Linked DNA regions of Neogale vison: region 1 is linked to region 2. A link is a contact called in public Hi-C data. All regions are on one chromosome and are shown on one strand. Each heading gives the region's core, a stretch centred on a gene start, on an enhancer-like site or on the middle of the called end of the contact. The rest is flanking DNA. Distances are from core to core; before and after follow the strand shown.

The links. Hi-C and Micro-C count contacts between places; a contact is called where the count stands out from the background.
Region 1: a Hi-C map of fibroblasts shows a contact between it and region 2, with 4 times the contacts expected there. The contact joins the promoter of LY6G5C here to the promoter of SKIV2L in region 2. A contact is called at or near these places in 2 of 3 Hi-C or Micro-C datasets (fibroblasts and muscle).

Annotation. Positions count from the first base shown.
Region 1 is chr1:121,775,703-121,782,615 of ASM_NN_V1, reverse strand. LY6G5C (lymphocyte antigen 6 complex locus protein G5c) reads right to left here and starts at 3,649. Exons shown (of 3, transcript XM_044256526.1): 1 at 3,484-3,649; 2 at 2,284-2,433; 3 at 882-1,045. The coding sequence starts at 3,649. The coding sequence ends at 882. It overlaps LY6G5B (lymphocyte antigen 6 complex locus protein G5b), which reads left to right. Exons shown (of 2, transcript XR_006385493.1): 2 at 877-1,443.
Region 2 is chr1:121,529,665-121,537,239 of ASM_NN_V1, reverse strand. It overlaps SKIV2L (helicase SKI2W), which reads left to right and starts at 4,146. Exons shown (of 28, transcript XM_044256091.1): 1 at 4,146-4,206; 2 at 4,284-4,387; 3 at 5,002-5,111; 4 at 5,200-5,317; 5 at 5,405-5,519; 6 at 5,643-5,717; 7 at 6,005-6,058; 8 at 6,155-6,345; 9 at 6,523-6,651; 10 at 6,875-7,020; 11 at 7,395-7,541. The coding sequence starts at 4,185. NELFE (negative elongation factor E) reads right to left here and starts at 3,971. Exons shown (of 11, transcript XM_044256139.1): 1 at 3,871-3,971; 2 at 3,354-3,436; 3 at 1,897-1,966; 4 at 1,649-1,794; 5 at 1,087-1,161; 6 at 925-962; 7 at 393-736; 8 at 129-273. The coding sequence starts at 3,428.

The DNA of each region.
Region 1 (6,913 bases), core at 2,400-4,899, 250 kb before region 2:
TCCACACCTCTGATTTTGGTGTAAAAGTCTAGGTTTGTACAGCTCTAGCAAGGCAAAGGGGAGGACAGTCTCAGAGGCTGAGGAACGCAAGGCCCAAAATTCTGCAGTAACTTCACAGTCCTTGAAGAGGGAAGCTGAGCCTGGGATCAGGCCAGGACTCCACGAGACCTAGCAACTCTTCCACAGAAGGCTTCCCCCACCCCTCCCCAGGCCTGGGCCTCTCACAGCTCCACTCCCACCAGCACCCTTTCTTTCCCCTGTGAACCTCCCTTCCAGTTCTCACACAGCTCTGGATTTGACCCCACTGCCAAGGTTGCCCCCTGCCCTTTCAGCCATCCCTGCAGGAGCACTTCCAGTTCCTCTTCACCTTTTTGTGCCTAGAGGTGAATCCAAGACCTGGAGTCTGGGCAGGAGCAGAGCTCAGCAGAGCTGGGAGCCCCTTACCCGCCCCCACAGGGGGGAAGTCAGGCAGGATCTCAGCTTCCACCACGACCAGAAGAGACAGGCCATATAGTTTGCACACCAATTTATTTGGAACACCTGGGTACTTGAGGTGAGAGAGGCCTATAGTGGGAGAAGGGGCAAAGGCAGGCAAAGGAGCAGCTGAGAGGTGGGAGGAGAGAGGAGAAAAGCTGTCAGACCGTGAGGACTTGAAGGCAAAACTCAGAGACTTCTGGAGAGGGAGCCCAGGGAAGGGACAGTGGGAATAGGAGTGTTGAGGGGTGTCAATCAAGAGGAAGATAGGGCTGAGATCCTATCGAGGGAGGCCTGGAGGGCTGGTAGAAGGAACTGGAAGTTGTTCTGGCTGTGCCAGCCAGCTGGAAATCGGGAAGATGAAAGGCAACTGGCAGGATTTTATTCTAAAATTCTCTGCAGAAATTCTAAGGAATATAGAAGACTCTGTTCTGGGGGTTATTGCAGAACTCCCGGAAGCAGCATCGAGAAAATATCCAGAAGCCAAACACTGGAGAAGAGCGGGTATATGAACAGTCACTCATCTGCTCCTTGCGGCGGCAGTCACTCACCATGATGTCAGAACCACTGTCTGGGGAAGGATGGCAGCAACCAATGATACATAGATCCCAGGTCCCAGGCACACCCCCAAACCCCTCCATCCCCTCACTCCATATGGACTTAGCATCACTGTCCCCACACCCTTCCCTGGATCCCCAAAAGGCAGTAATTCCTGAAACTGGCCAGGGGCAGGGATGGCAGGGGGAGTTACCAGCTATGGATTCTGTGGAAGGTTGGTGGGAAAGAGCCACTCAAAATAGAGTAATGGTTGGAGGGGGCTGAGCTGGGTCTTGCTCCAGGGGAACCAGCACTTTGGCTGGGACCATATAAGAAAAAACTGGGAGAGGCATCTCTTTGATATGCTTGAGTACTCTGATATTGGACCATATCTATTTTTAAGAAGTGTAATAAAAAAACTTGAATTTGAAAGTAATTTCACATAGTGGTTGTTAAGAGCTCCGTTTCTGGAATCACCACAAACTGACTCAGCTTCTAGGAGACTTGGGCAAAGAATTGACCTTTCTGTGCCTCTGTTTTCTCATCTGTAAAATGGGGTGGGGTGTAGTAATAACAGTATGTATCTCAGAGGGTTGTGCTTGCACATAATATGTGCTTTGTGTTTTAAAAAGGGTAAGGGAGGGGGCCCCTGCTGAAAAGGGGGGGAGGGAGGGAGGAAAAGAGAGAAGGAAGGAAAAAGGGAGAGCAGAAAGAAAAGTGTGAGGGATTGTGTGGTAAAGTAGGCATGAGGAACAGGGAATATAGACAATTGTCAGCAAATTGAAAATGAGGTGGAGCTGTCCAGAGGGCCACTTGACATGACAGTTGGGCCTAACATTCAAACTGAGGAATCCGAGCAAATCCTCTGGGAAGAGTGAAGTGGGAAGACCGCTAAGGCCCAAACTTTGGTGAACATGAACCTTAAGGGTCAAGGAGAATAAGCCAAGACCCAAGGAAAGAGACCAGGAAGAAGCAGTGGACGAGGGAGAGAGGTCTGCAGGAACTGTGGCTCACAGGCAGGGAGAAGGCAGTCTGAGGACAGACTGGGGGATTTGGTGATCACAAGGCTGGGTGCTGTAAGGAAGGCAGAATCTGGTCAATGGCAGGCTGAAGGAACAGGAGCGTGGAAGTGGAGACCGAGAATGGCTCTGAAGGCAGGTAAGGAAAGAGACCAGGATGGGGAGCAGTGTCTAGAGGTTGTAGGAACCCAACGCAGGGTGCAGCAGAGAGATGCATTTCGGGAATGGGTTGAGCCAAAGACAAGCAGCTCACTGTTCTTTATGAGGAGAGTCATGCAGCTGCTGCCAGGCGGGGCGAGGCAGATGTCAGACCCCAGAAGGCAACCCAACTCCTTGGTCTCCAAGAGGCATCGATAGCAGCGCAGGTATTTGGGGAGCTGAACCGAATCAGGATCAAAATCACCTAGAACACAGAGAAACAACTGACTCCAAACCTACCTCATTTCCTGGTCGGTCAACCCCTTCCCCACCTCCCCATCTCAGAAAACCATAAGAACTCCATTTCTTGAAAACCATCTGGATTAATTCTCTATCAGAGGCCTTAAAGTCCTTGTTAAAATCTCCATTCTCTTCTCTTACACCTCCTGAAATAAGGAACTGATTAAGGAATTCATTCACTCGTTCAACATGTATTTGAGGGGCTAACGTGTGCCCAGCACTCTGAAAGCTTCTAAGTTCAAAGGTTGGGCAGGGGCCCCTCATTCCAGCTTTGGGGAGTTCAGTGAGGACATTTCTTCCTCTGGGACTTGGTTTTACAGTCCCCCCCCCCCACCACTATGGACTCGCTTTTGAATATGCTTCCTTAAATCTGTAATGTTCAGAGGTGAAAACGAGACTGTATCATCACAAGATAGGAGGAGTCTGTGTTTTGTGTAGACAGACCAGACGTCAAGCAGCCCACCACCACATTCTCTGTTTGGTGGTCTTTTCACTCATATTAATAACGCTGTCACTAAAGTCCTCCCCAACCGCGAGGATATACAGCTCCCTCTTTCTCTGGTCCCTGGCCCAGACCACATGTTAATGAGTCCCCAGACCCATGAGGAGTGCACTAAGGAGCACTTAGTGTGAGGCAGATACTGAACAAATACTTTGAGTCCTATTTCTACACAGGTGGTGTTTTGCAGCCAAGTGAAAAGATTATCAGGCTGGACTGAGGCTTGTTCTATTCTGGGGATCCTAGTTCTATCATTTAGCACATTCCAGTGACCCTCCTTATTTTGCACTGCCTCAGATTTAAACGGCATCTCTTCAGTGTCTCCATTCAGGTCACTGCTGTTTAGACGGCCCTGAGGTAAAAACTAGAAATCTCCCTCAGAGTGAACATCAGTCTATTGCCAGTCCCTAAGCATTATTCCATCAAGCCCATCCATCCCATCTTTCGTCCTGCCAGGTTTACCTGAGCATCCTGGGCAGATGTACCCATACACCTGCTATCTGTGGGTTTCTCCACTAAGCACAGACCAGGAGACCCTTCTGACCCCTTAGAGCCACTTACCAAATACCAAGCTCATCATGACCAGCGCTGTTAAAAGGACCGTGTGTAGGACTTGGGGGATGCTGTGGAGGCCCAGGGACCCCATACTTCAGCGACCTGCAGGGCCTGTCATAAGATGCATGACTGCCCACCAGCCTCCAGTTGGGGCTTATATTGGTGGAAGAGAAATTGGCCAAGAGGAAGGGAACACCCATTTGAGGTGGAAATCAGTGCCAGGATAGCCAGAGAGACAGAGTGTCCTCACCCATGATCCCATTAAGGCCTAATATTCTACCTCGGGGACAGGACCCTGGCAAGAGGAAATGAGAGGGAAACTTTCATATTTATTTATTTATTTAAAAGATTTTATTTATTTATTTGTCAGAGAGAGAGCGAGCACAGGCAGACAGAGAGGCAGGCAGAGGCAGAGGGAGAAGCAGGCTCCCTGCCGAGCAAGGAGCCTGATGTGGGACTCGATCCCAGGACGCTGGGATCATGACCTGAGCCGAAGGCAGCTGCTTAACCAACTGAGCCACCCAGGCGTCCCGAAACTTTCATATTTAATCTGCAGAAGTTTATTCAAAGTAACAGATGTTGGAGATACAACATGGCACAAAATCCCTGCGCTCACAGTCTAGTGGGGAAAGCAACAAGGAATAACTGGGGGTGGGGAGGGAGACGAGTGCTTCCCAGGAGCGCCTGGGCAGTCAAAGGCACTGACCAAAGGATCAACAAGATCAGATTTCTCTTTGTAAAAGATTGCCAAGGTGAGGAAACCAGTTAGGAAGCTATTCCTGAGTCCAGTCACAAGATGGCGGTATGGTCTAGCGGAAGAGAGAAGGAGACTGTAGGAATGAATCTGACCAACGTTTAGGAGAAAGACTGGACAGATCTGGAGTTACTGAATACGGAAAGAGGAAAAATGGGGGAATAGGCTTGCACAAGGAGGTGATTGGTGATTACCACTTTCCAAGATGGAGAAAACGTGGAACGGTAAGAAATCCCAAAGCGAGGACATCTGGGTCCCCAGGGACCTATTCAGTCCAAGTGGCCTCTGTGGGGGTTCCGGGTGGCCAGCACCTTTCCTTACGCCCCCCTTCCTCTGCCCGCCTAAGCTCAGCTGCAGGTCAGTGGTTCTGATCTCCGGCGCCCACGGGCTCCGACGCAGTACCCTCGCTCTCCGAGCTTGACTGCACCTCAGAGCTCCCAGGAGGATGCGGGGGCCGCCCCCAGCCCAAGTTCCGTTCTCGCCTGGGAACCGCTGGGAAGAAAACCTGGGAGAACCGTGCCCGCGTGGGACCCAGACGTTCACCCCTAAAGGACAACCAGAGGACTACGCGGCTTCCCCGGAAGGCGGCGCTGCCGGGCCACCAACCCTCCCAGGCCGAGGCTGCTCAGCAACCAATCAGCGGCGGTGGGCGTCCCAGGCGCCCCGCCCACCTCCTCTGCTGTGGTATGGGGCGAAGGCGTGGCCTGCTTGGCTCGAAGTGTTGGCGGACTCAGCTTGCTGCTTTCGAGTTCGGTCTCTGTAAGAGACCTGGGGTTTTCACTTTATTATTATTATTATTTTAAAAATATTTTATTTATCCATGTCAGAGAGAGTGTACAGGCATGGGGAGCAGCAGAAAGAGGGAGAAGTAGGCTCCCCGCTGTGAGCAAGGATCCGGAGATCACGACCCGAGCCAGAGGCAGACGTTTAACCAGCAGAGCCACCCAGGCGCCCCTTTGGGTTTTTACTTTAGGTGTGGGTGGGCTATGGGAAGAGCTGGGCGTACAGAGCGGATCCCCTGCTCCAGCTTCGGGTCTGGAGGTTTGGGGTGCGGCCCTGCCGGAGGGCTCCATGCTTAAAGTCCCGGACCTTCCAAAAATCATCCGTCCTCGGGGTGCTGACGGGGAAGATGGGAAGAAATGGACAGAGACTCGCTCCAAGAAGACGCACGGGAAAGAAGAATCACGAAAGGAAAGCGCACGCCGCTGCGCTCCCAAGAGCTTTGGGATGAATGAAAAAAGAAAAACGTGTTATTGAAAAAGTCAGAGTAATGAAGTTGGTGTTGGGGGGGGGCTCCAGTACCAGCCGAAATGTCTGCTGAAGGAACGACAGAGTGGTAGAAGAGAATCAGAGAGCGGGGGCTACTCTTGAAGCGAGGGGGACAAAAGAGCGTCCTCGAAACCCCTCTCTCGAATATAACCGTAGCGACAAGTCCAAGCACTAGGGAGTTATGGGTAGCTAAAGCTGGGCTCCCTGAAGGAGTCCAGAAGACTCGCTGGGGACTAGAAGACCGCAGGCGGTGCGCTCTGCAGGAGGCAACACACCCAGGCTGGGCTGGGTGGGGCTGGAAGAGGTGTTCTTCGGGAAGGGCGTGGCCTCAGCGCCGGCAAAGCTGCCTTGTTTCATATTATTACTCCCCAGTATAAGCGACAGGGCGCGGCACAGCCTCGTTGAGTTCGTTGCCACGGTGACGGGCTCCAAGGAGGTTCTCCAGGGTGAAGAGGCGGGGCGCTGCTGTAGTCGCCATAGTGACAGCAGCGGCGGGCGGTATCTGCGCTGAGTGCCCTTCCCTCGGGACCAGGGATTCCGGTGGGTAATCCGCCGGGTGACGAAACAAAGGAGGTGGGGCCTGAGGATAGAATGCGGCCGTCCGGGGAATGGGGCGGGGCCAGCAAGGGACGGGGCTGGGGATGATTGGGCTGGGCGAGAGCCAAGTTCTGTTAGCGGAAAGGCTACACCAGACGGTCTGGAGAGGAGCAGGGGAAGCGATCTTAAACCCGAATATAAATAAATGGAAAAAAGAAATGAATGATTCGGTTCCTCCCTCAGGGAGTTGGGATAGCTTGTTGAGTGGCTGGATGATGAATGAGTGGATAGGTATCTGGCCCTCATTCACTTGTGACAGCCAGGAAGGAAACACCTGACACTCCTGGGGAAGTGGAGCAAATCTTCACCCCAAACACGGAGCCCAGAGCTGACCCCTTCAGCTCTCGCTGAAAGCAGTGCAGGGCGAGCCTGCATCTATAAGATAGGGGGAAATGAGGGATGGCCTAGCCCAGGGACCCCCTCTCCTTCCCAGGTTTCCTGCCCAGGTGCTAATTCTTTGTTTCAGCCTACATCCTCTCACCAAATGTGCCCAGCTCCTCGGGGATGCCTGGCCGTCCAGGCCCTACTTGGTGCCCAGTAGGGCAAGGTCTAGAGCCCCGGCAGATGAGGGATCTGCATCTCAGCTGTTCTGAGACCCTCCGAACCCTGCTATATAGGGTGAGGGGTGGACAGGGAGTTGGTCCCAACCCCGGTGGGTGGTTGGTCTGAAAACAGACAGCTGATGTGAGCTTTACCAACACATCTAAGGAGTAATCTAAGGAGGTAGATTAAAGCCCCTGCCTGTGTGGGGGGTGTCCAGAATTCAAATGT
Region 2 (7,575 bases), core at 2,897-5,396:
AGAGGGCCTATGGGCTCTCATGGACCCAACCAAACCCAGTCCTCAGAGGCCGCTGGGGACAGGCCGGTGTTCTCAATCAAACCCAGGTGCTCCCAGGACTTATCAACCTCCCCCACTGTCATCCTTACTTTCTGGGTGGGTCCATGGAGAGGTCAATGATGTTTCCAAAGGGAGCGAAGGCCCCACGGAGGAGGGTGGGCGTCATGTCCTCTCCATATACATAGAGAGTATTCCCCTTCCGAGGGGCCCTGCGTTCAGGAAACGAATCCGACCCTGTGGGATCAGGAGTCACAGTCACAAGATGCAACCCATCTCAGCCTCTGCTTTAAGAGGCCACTTTAGTAGGACCTGTCTAAACCCTTTCACTTTTCCCACCAGCCCAGATCACTCACTGCGGAAAGGGCCCTCTCGTTCTCGATCACGGTCCCTGTCCCGATCGCGGTCCCTTTCCCGATCGCGGTCCCTGTCCCGATCACGGTCCCTGTCCCGATCACGGTCTCGATCCCGTTCCCGATCACGGTCTCGATCCCGTTCCCGATCTCGGTCTCTGTCCCGGTTCCGCTCACGACTGTGGTCCCGGCTGCGGCTTCGGGGAGGAGAGGCTGAGGAGCGGGTACCACCACGTTCTTCAAAGCCCCAGTCAAAGCTTCGAGGGGGACCATCACCAGCCCCTGGGCCCTCTGCCTCTTCCCCATCTGGCCCCAGTTCCCGAAGCCGATCACTGGAAGACACAAAACTGGGGAGACACAGACAGTGAGGATCAAAGGGGGTCTTTACCTCAACTTCCCAGACCCTGTGGAGATGTAACACCCCCTCTGCAGTCCCAGTTCCTTCCACCCCAGCCCGAAACCTCCCAAGGATCCAGGCAATCAACCCTCTCCCACTCCTCCAATTGGGACCCAGTTGTCTCTCTAGCTCTCTAACCTCTCATACAGAGATTTCCTCTGGGGGCGTCTGGATGACTGCAAAAAAAAAAACAAGGACATTTAAGATGAGTCCTAGTTGCTGGCATGTGACCCCAAATATGTGGGTCTCTCATCTTCCTCATTCCCTAGGCCCCCTGGGACAGAGAACCAGGAACCATACCTCCTGCAGATCGTCATCGGCAGATATGCTCCTTTGGAACGGCTGGAAAGTGGGGACTGGCCCCTTCTCAGGATCCTGGGAAGGTTGTAGAGATCTACTTCAGCGTGAGAGCAGGAGGCAGCCTAACCGTGCGACAGAGGGGTTCCTCTTCCCTCACCCTCTTCTTGGTTTCCTCTCTACTCTTTCTTCTCCTTTAATTCCTTTGTGCATTTCTTATTTGATTATGTATTTTTCATGAATGACCTAACATATACTTATAGTATGTAGCTAATCTGAATGTTTCTTGAATCTACTGACATCTCTGACCTGTTCAACTCCCCAGAATGACAAAACTTAGAAACTTGAATATGTGATAAATTAAAGCCACAGAATATGTAATATGGAAAATGGAAAAGTCAGCCAGTGTCTTCACTACAGATAAGAAATCTGAAGTTCAGACCTATATGACAACTTATCCATGACTAAATTGACATTATTTTCCCCCATTTTACCTCCATTCCAACTTGGAAACATGCCCTCTGAAGTCAAGGGTCCCCTGAACAATCATTCTGCTTCTGCTTACCTTTAACTTCCCCTCTAGGGTTCGAGAACGTTTGAAGCCCGAGTTCTTGGTCTCGGCTTTGATGGCACTGATGGCTCCTGACTTCACCAGCTGCTTTGCCTGCTCTGTTGCTGTGGCTGTGTCCACCACAGGCTGCTCTGACAGTGCTGGAGTGGTGAGGGAAGGAGGCATTATTTTGGCCAAGCTGTGGGAGATGTCTGCCCCATGGTGCCCACTTCCAGTCTATCCCCATTTCCCCTGTCACTCACAGCGTTTCACACCGCCTTGGCTGGCTGTGCTGCTACTACTTTGCTTCTTCAGAGCCAGCAATGCCTTTTTCTGGGAACAAGAGTGAGAAGAAAGGAATTGGTGAGGGCCAGTCCCTGGCCTAGTCTGCTCCCAAGGTCCCTGGGCACCTCACTCCAGGGGACACCTTTCTCAGGAAACAGTATAAATGGTGTCCCTGGAGTGGTATGCTGAGGCAGCCCTGCCTCTCACACATGGTCCACTGGATCATCTACAAAACCAGCAATACTTAATCTACCAAACCAGGGTATCCAAAGGCTTTCCAGAGTCTCAGGGTTTTGAAGTTGAAGACAAGGATTTCAGCCATGGACCAGAGCCCCAAGATACAAGCTGCAAGTAAGTATACGCCTACGTGCCTTTCTCAGGGGCTGCATCCATCCATCCCCTGCATGTTTAACAAGAACACACCATAACTTTGTAACAGAGCGATGCAAAAGTATGAGACATGGTTTCTCCCCTCCAGAAGCTTAAAGCCTGAGAAACAAGATGATTAGAGACAATTATCAAGAATGATTATAAGAGATGCAGGCTGTTTGTAGCTGAAACCAAGTAAGGTTATCTGACACCAAATGGCTATTAAACTGGTACCTGGGTACAATCTACGCAAAACAGATGGAAAGAAAAGGGATGCAAAGAAAACAGAATGGCAAAGACGAAGAAATAAGAAGGCTTTGGGAATGCACGTTTTGGGACTAATGAATAGTTCTATTTGACAAGAAAGGGATGCCAAGGTAAGGCTTTGGTTTACAGACAATGAAAAACCACTTACGGGTTTTGAGAAAAAAAGAGGCAGAGTTTTCTGTTTTCAGTAGTTCATTTGAATAAGAATGAAGGAAATCTGTTCAAAAAAACACTGAAAAACTTTTTGAGAAACCATTCAGCAGTCTACATGAGTGTCAGCAAAAAACTTGATCTATGAAATACACAGGAAAAAATAAACTAAAGAAATTACTTCAAAGAAAGAATCAAGAAGACTTGGCAAATATTTGACTATGCAAAAAGTGGAGAAGTCAGAGATGAGATTTTGATTCCAAACACCTGGGAGAACTGACTGTGGTCACTCCTATTTGGAAGGAACTAAATTAGAGTAGATAGGAAGATGACAGCTGCAACACTGGATACCTGGGGGCTATCACTAACAGACTGGGTAGAAGTGAAAAAACAAACCTGGAGACTACCACCCGTTCGGTGGTACTGAAAGCCATGGAAAAGGAAGACAGCTGCATGGCAGAATGCACAGAAGAGAAGGTACACACCAAGACTTGGGAAAAAGCCCAACTATGAGGCTACACTGAGAGGAGATATGTCTCCAGGTATGAGCTGGAACAACCGCCCCCCCAACCCCTCACACTCACCCCAGGTGTTCTCAAGAGTGTAGAGTCTGTGAAAGGTTGGGCCACGCCTCCACACACTCCCTCACCTTTTTCTTGAGTTTGTTGAATTTCTTCTGCAGAGCCTCCTCCTCCTCGCTCAGTCCGGGGGGTATCACCAACATGGTGGCTCCTGGTTCAGGGGCAGGGCCCAAGACATCTTTCTCCACTGTCACCGCCCAGGGTTCACACGCCGTCCACAAAGTACCCAACCGCACCCCTCCAGGCCTACCTACTCCTGTCTTTTGCCTCTCCCTACCCCTTGCTTAAACCAGGCTGCTGTCCAAGCCCCCGCTCGTCGGGATCGATCAGCATTCCCTCTTCTCTCCAGCAATCACGGCCACCAGCGCTGAGGAACCAAGTGGCCCGGGAAAGGGGAAGCACCCCTTCCGCCGCCAAGACGATGGCATCAGACACCCCCTACCCCCGCTGGGGGTATAGCAACCGCGGGGTCCAAACGGCACAGGAGGCAGTGAAACCCGCGCAGCGCTCGCAGAGCAACCAAAAGGGGAAGAAGAGAAGGAGCTCGGAATAAAGGGGCGAAGGGTGAGAAGGAGAAGACCTTACCTGAGGGGGCGGTAACCCGGGGTGGGTGTCCCACGGTCTCGGGCGGCGCCCGCGCGGGGAACGGAGAGCTGGCTCAGAGCGATGACGTAGCGAGGGGCGGAGAACGCGGTAACCAAGGCGGCCCAAGCCAGACACTTCCGCCCGGCCGTGCCCGCCCCTCTCGGCTCAGGTCAGCCTCTCTGTAACGCTCATCTCTGTCCTCTCCGGCTGTGTGTGACGGAAGTCGCCTCCACTTCCGCCCATTCTGGGGCGGGGCTCGATCCAAGGCTTCTTGCTGCACTTCCGGTCTGCCCTGCCGCTGCCGTGGCTCCAAGATGATGGAGACCGAGCGACTCGGTGAGGGGGAGGGGGTGGAACGAAGGAGTAGTCAGGGGGTGACCCTTGACCTCTGATCTCTGACCTTCCCTCTGTAGTGCTACCTCCTCCAGATCCCCTGGATCTGCCCCTTCGGCCGGTGGAGCTGGGATGCACGGGGCGCTGGGAGCTGCTCAATGTGCCTGGGGCACCAGAGAGCACCGTGAGTGAATGTTGACCCTAACATTTCTTCTGTTTCTGGACTCCTGTCATCTGGGCCTGCCTTGTGCCGAACAGACCCCAGCCCAGTGGACCAGCTATGGGTCAGAGCTCATATGTAGACAGAGCAGGGAGTGCTGGGGATACCTGAGCTCTGAGAATTACTCTTTCAAATGTGTCTTGTTTCTCTGGAGTCACCTTCTGTCTCTAAGCACCAAGGCACTGGTTGATGGCTAGCCTTTGAGGCCCTGCCTCATCCTTAGTTCTGGGCCCCCTTTCCCTAAGACTAGTGATTCTCAAATTTAAGTGTACCTTGTAATTAGTGGTGGGGGTTTTTAAGAATACAAATTCCTAAGCCCAATCCCAGAGATTGTGAAATTACCGTATTTTGTGTTGTATTGTAATGTATCAGTAATTGTTGTTGCCGGTAAATCAGTAGCAGGTAGTTTACCCTGGAAGACAGGATGATCTTTGGAAGATACTGTTTCTGCTTGGTTGTCCTATTTGGTCAGGAATGTCTGCTGCTTCTGATTTGAACACAAATTCCATCAGTTTCTTTTTTTGTCTGTGTCTTATGCTCTATCTTTACTTAATGTTTCTCATCTTATCCTTTACCAGCTTCCCCACGGCCTCCCTCCGTGTGCCCCAGATCTGCAGCAGGAAGCAGAACAGCTGTTTTTGTCATCTCCAGCCTGGTTGCCTCTGCATGGTGTGGAGCACTCCGCCCGGTGAGGAGTCTGGACTAGGGAGGTAGGCCCCTGAAGAAAACTGGCACAGGAAAGAAGGAACACATGAAAATTGTTTTCCTTTTTGCAGAAAATGGCAGAGGAAAATGGATCCCTGGTCGCTCTTGGCCACACAGGGGGCCCCAGTGCCCTCCGACCTTCAGGCCCAGAGACACCCAACCACAGGCCAGATTCTGGGCTACAAAGAGGTAAGAGGTCAGAGACCACAAGAAGCAGAGTAGGGAAGGGATCAGAGGCAATCTCAGCCTCACTGGGGTTGTGGTCTTTTGCCTCAGGTCCTGTTGGAGAATACGAACCTATCAGCCACCACCTCCTTGTCTCTTCGCCGGCCCCCAGGGCCCATCTCCCAGTCCCTGTGGGGGAATCCAACACAGTACCCTTTCTGGCCAGGTGACTTTTATGGAAATGGAATGGTAGGGGAGAGTGCCCTCAGTCTTCAGGAAGGGTTCCCCACCCATCTTGTAACTCTACCCCTGCACCCCATGAATCCCTTTTTGTCCACCCTCTCCCTAGGTGGAATGGATGAGCCCACCATAACAGATCTGAGCACTCGGGAGGAGGCTGAGGAGGAGATAGACTTTGAGCAAGGTGAGGTGGTGTGGGCATGGACTCTTGGGAGTGGGACTGTGAGTCTGGGCCCTGGCGAAGAGGGGCCCCAGCCTATCATAGGGCTGCTCCTTGCCCTTCTGTGCCTTTGAGACAATTAGGGAAAGGTATCCTTGTCATAACAGTGTTTACTGTCACCTGTCAGAAAGTTGTCCTAAGTATCCCATTTTCAGCATCTGTGCTGTGAATGGCATCCTGTAGGTTTGAGTAACGTGTGACTTGTGTGACTCTGTGTAGTAGTGGTGATTCTGTCTGTCCTTGTCCTTCAGATCTTCTTACTGTTCCGCCTGGCTTCAAAAAAGGTGTGGACTTTACACCAAAGGGTGAGTTTTAACTTTGAGATGGGCATAGAAGTGGTGCTCTTCTCCTGTAGAACAGAGATGGATGTGACCAGGTTTCCTTTTTTTCTTGCTCCTCAGATCACCCAGCTCCAGCTTCTGGCTTGCTCAGCCTCAGCCGTTTGCTGGAGCCTCTGGATTTGGGTGGGGGAGACGAGGATGAAACTGAGGCAGTGGGACAGCCAGGAATTCCCAGAGGGGACACGGTGGCCGCCTCCCCCTGCAGTGCTTCCATGGCCCGAGCAAGCAGCTTGGAGGACCTAGTGTTGAAGGTTGGTGGTTGTGGGCAGTTGAGGCAGGAAAGAAGGGGCCTTACTGGGGGGCTGAGGGTGAGGTGGGGTGGCTGGGTTGGTTGGGTCTAAGAGGAAGACTGGAGCATCTTTTGGGAGGGGTGGTAATGGAGAGCTATTTGACTGTATCTTTATCCCTCCTTTCCACGGCTTTTGCAGGAAACATCCCCAGCTGTATCCCCTCCAGAGCCCCCCAAACCCCTGCCTCAGGAGCAGTGGGCGATTCCTGTGGATGTCACCTCCCCTGTTGGTGATTTCTACCGCCTCATTCCCCAGCCGGCCTTCCAGGTAGGCTGGCCTGGTCCTCACATCCTCACCTACCTCTTTCCCACTGTTCACTTCATTTCCTCTGCCAGCCCAGGCCAGATGCCTTCTAGGTCCTTCTTCGACCTCAGTCCTGGCCCTTCTTCACTCTGGCATGCAACTGCCACCTTGCGCGCCCCAGGAGTAGGAGGCAGGAGGGCGGGCCCCTTTCCCTTCTCTAGCTGCCATCTGTTTCTCTCTCCCACAGTGGGCATTTGAGCCGGATGTGTTCCAGAAGCAGGCCATCCTGCACTTGGAGCGGCATGACTCTGTCTTCGTTGCGGCTCACACATCTGCGGGGAAGACGGTTGTGGCTGAATATGCCATTGCCCTTGCCCAGAAACACATGACTCGGTACAGGTCCCCTCCCCAGACTCCCCTTTCACCAGCTGGTCCTGGCTTCTCCCACACCCTTTCTGCTTGTTATCTCTTCCCCGCCTCTCCCTCCTCCTGGAGATGAGAGGTTTGGGGAGAAACGGAGACAGGACTAGAGCGAAGCAGGAGGGTGTGGTGGGGAGAGGGGTTAGAAGACCCGCGTCAGGTTCGGAAGGGGTTGGGCTACAGAGTTTCTGTAGGGTTGTGTCGTGAAGGAGAATGTGAAGGCAGTTTGGGGAAGATCGGGGACACGTGGGCTCTGGCATGCCTCTGGGAGGGCTCAGGGTGGAAGAGGTGTGCTGTCCGGGAGGCTGTGGGGGTGCTGACTCGCTGACTTCATGTCCTCTTCCCAGCACCATTTACACATCGCCCATCAAGGCCCTGAGCAACCAGAAGTTCCGAGACTTTCGAAACACATTCGGGGATGTGGGATTGCTCACTGGGGATGTGCAGCTGCACCCAGAGGCCTCCTGCCTCATTATGACAACAGAGATCCTTCGGTGAGAGATAGGCATTCAACACGGGTGGATTTTT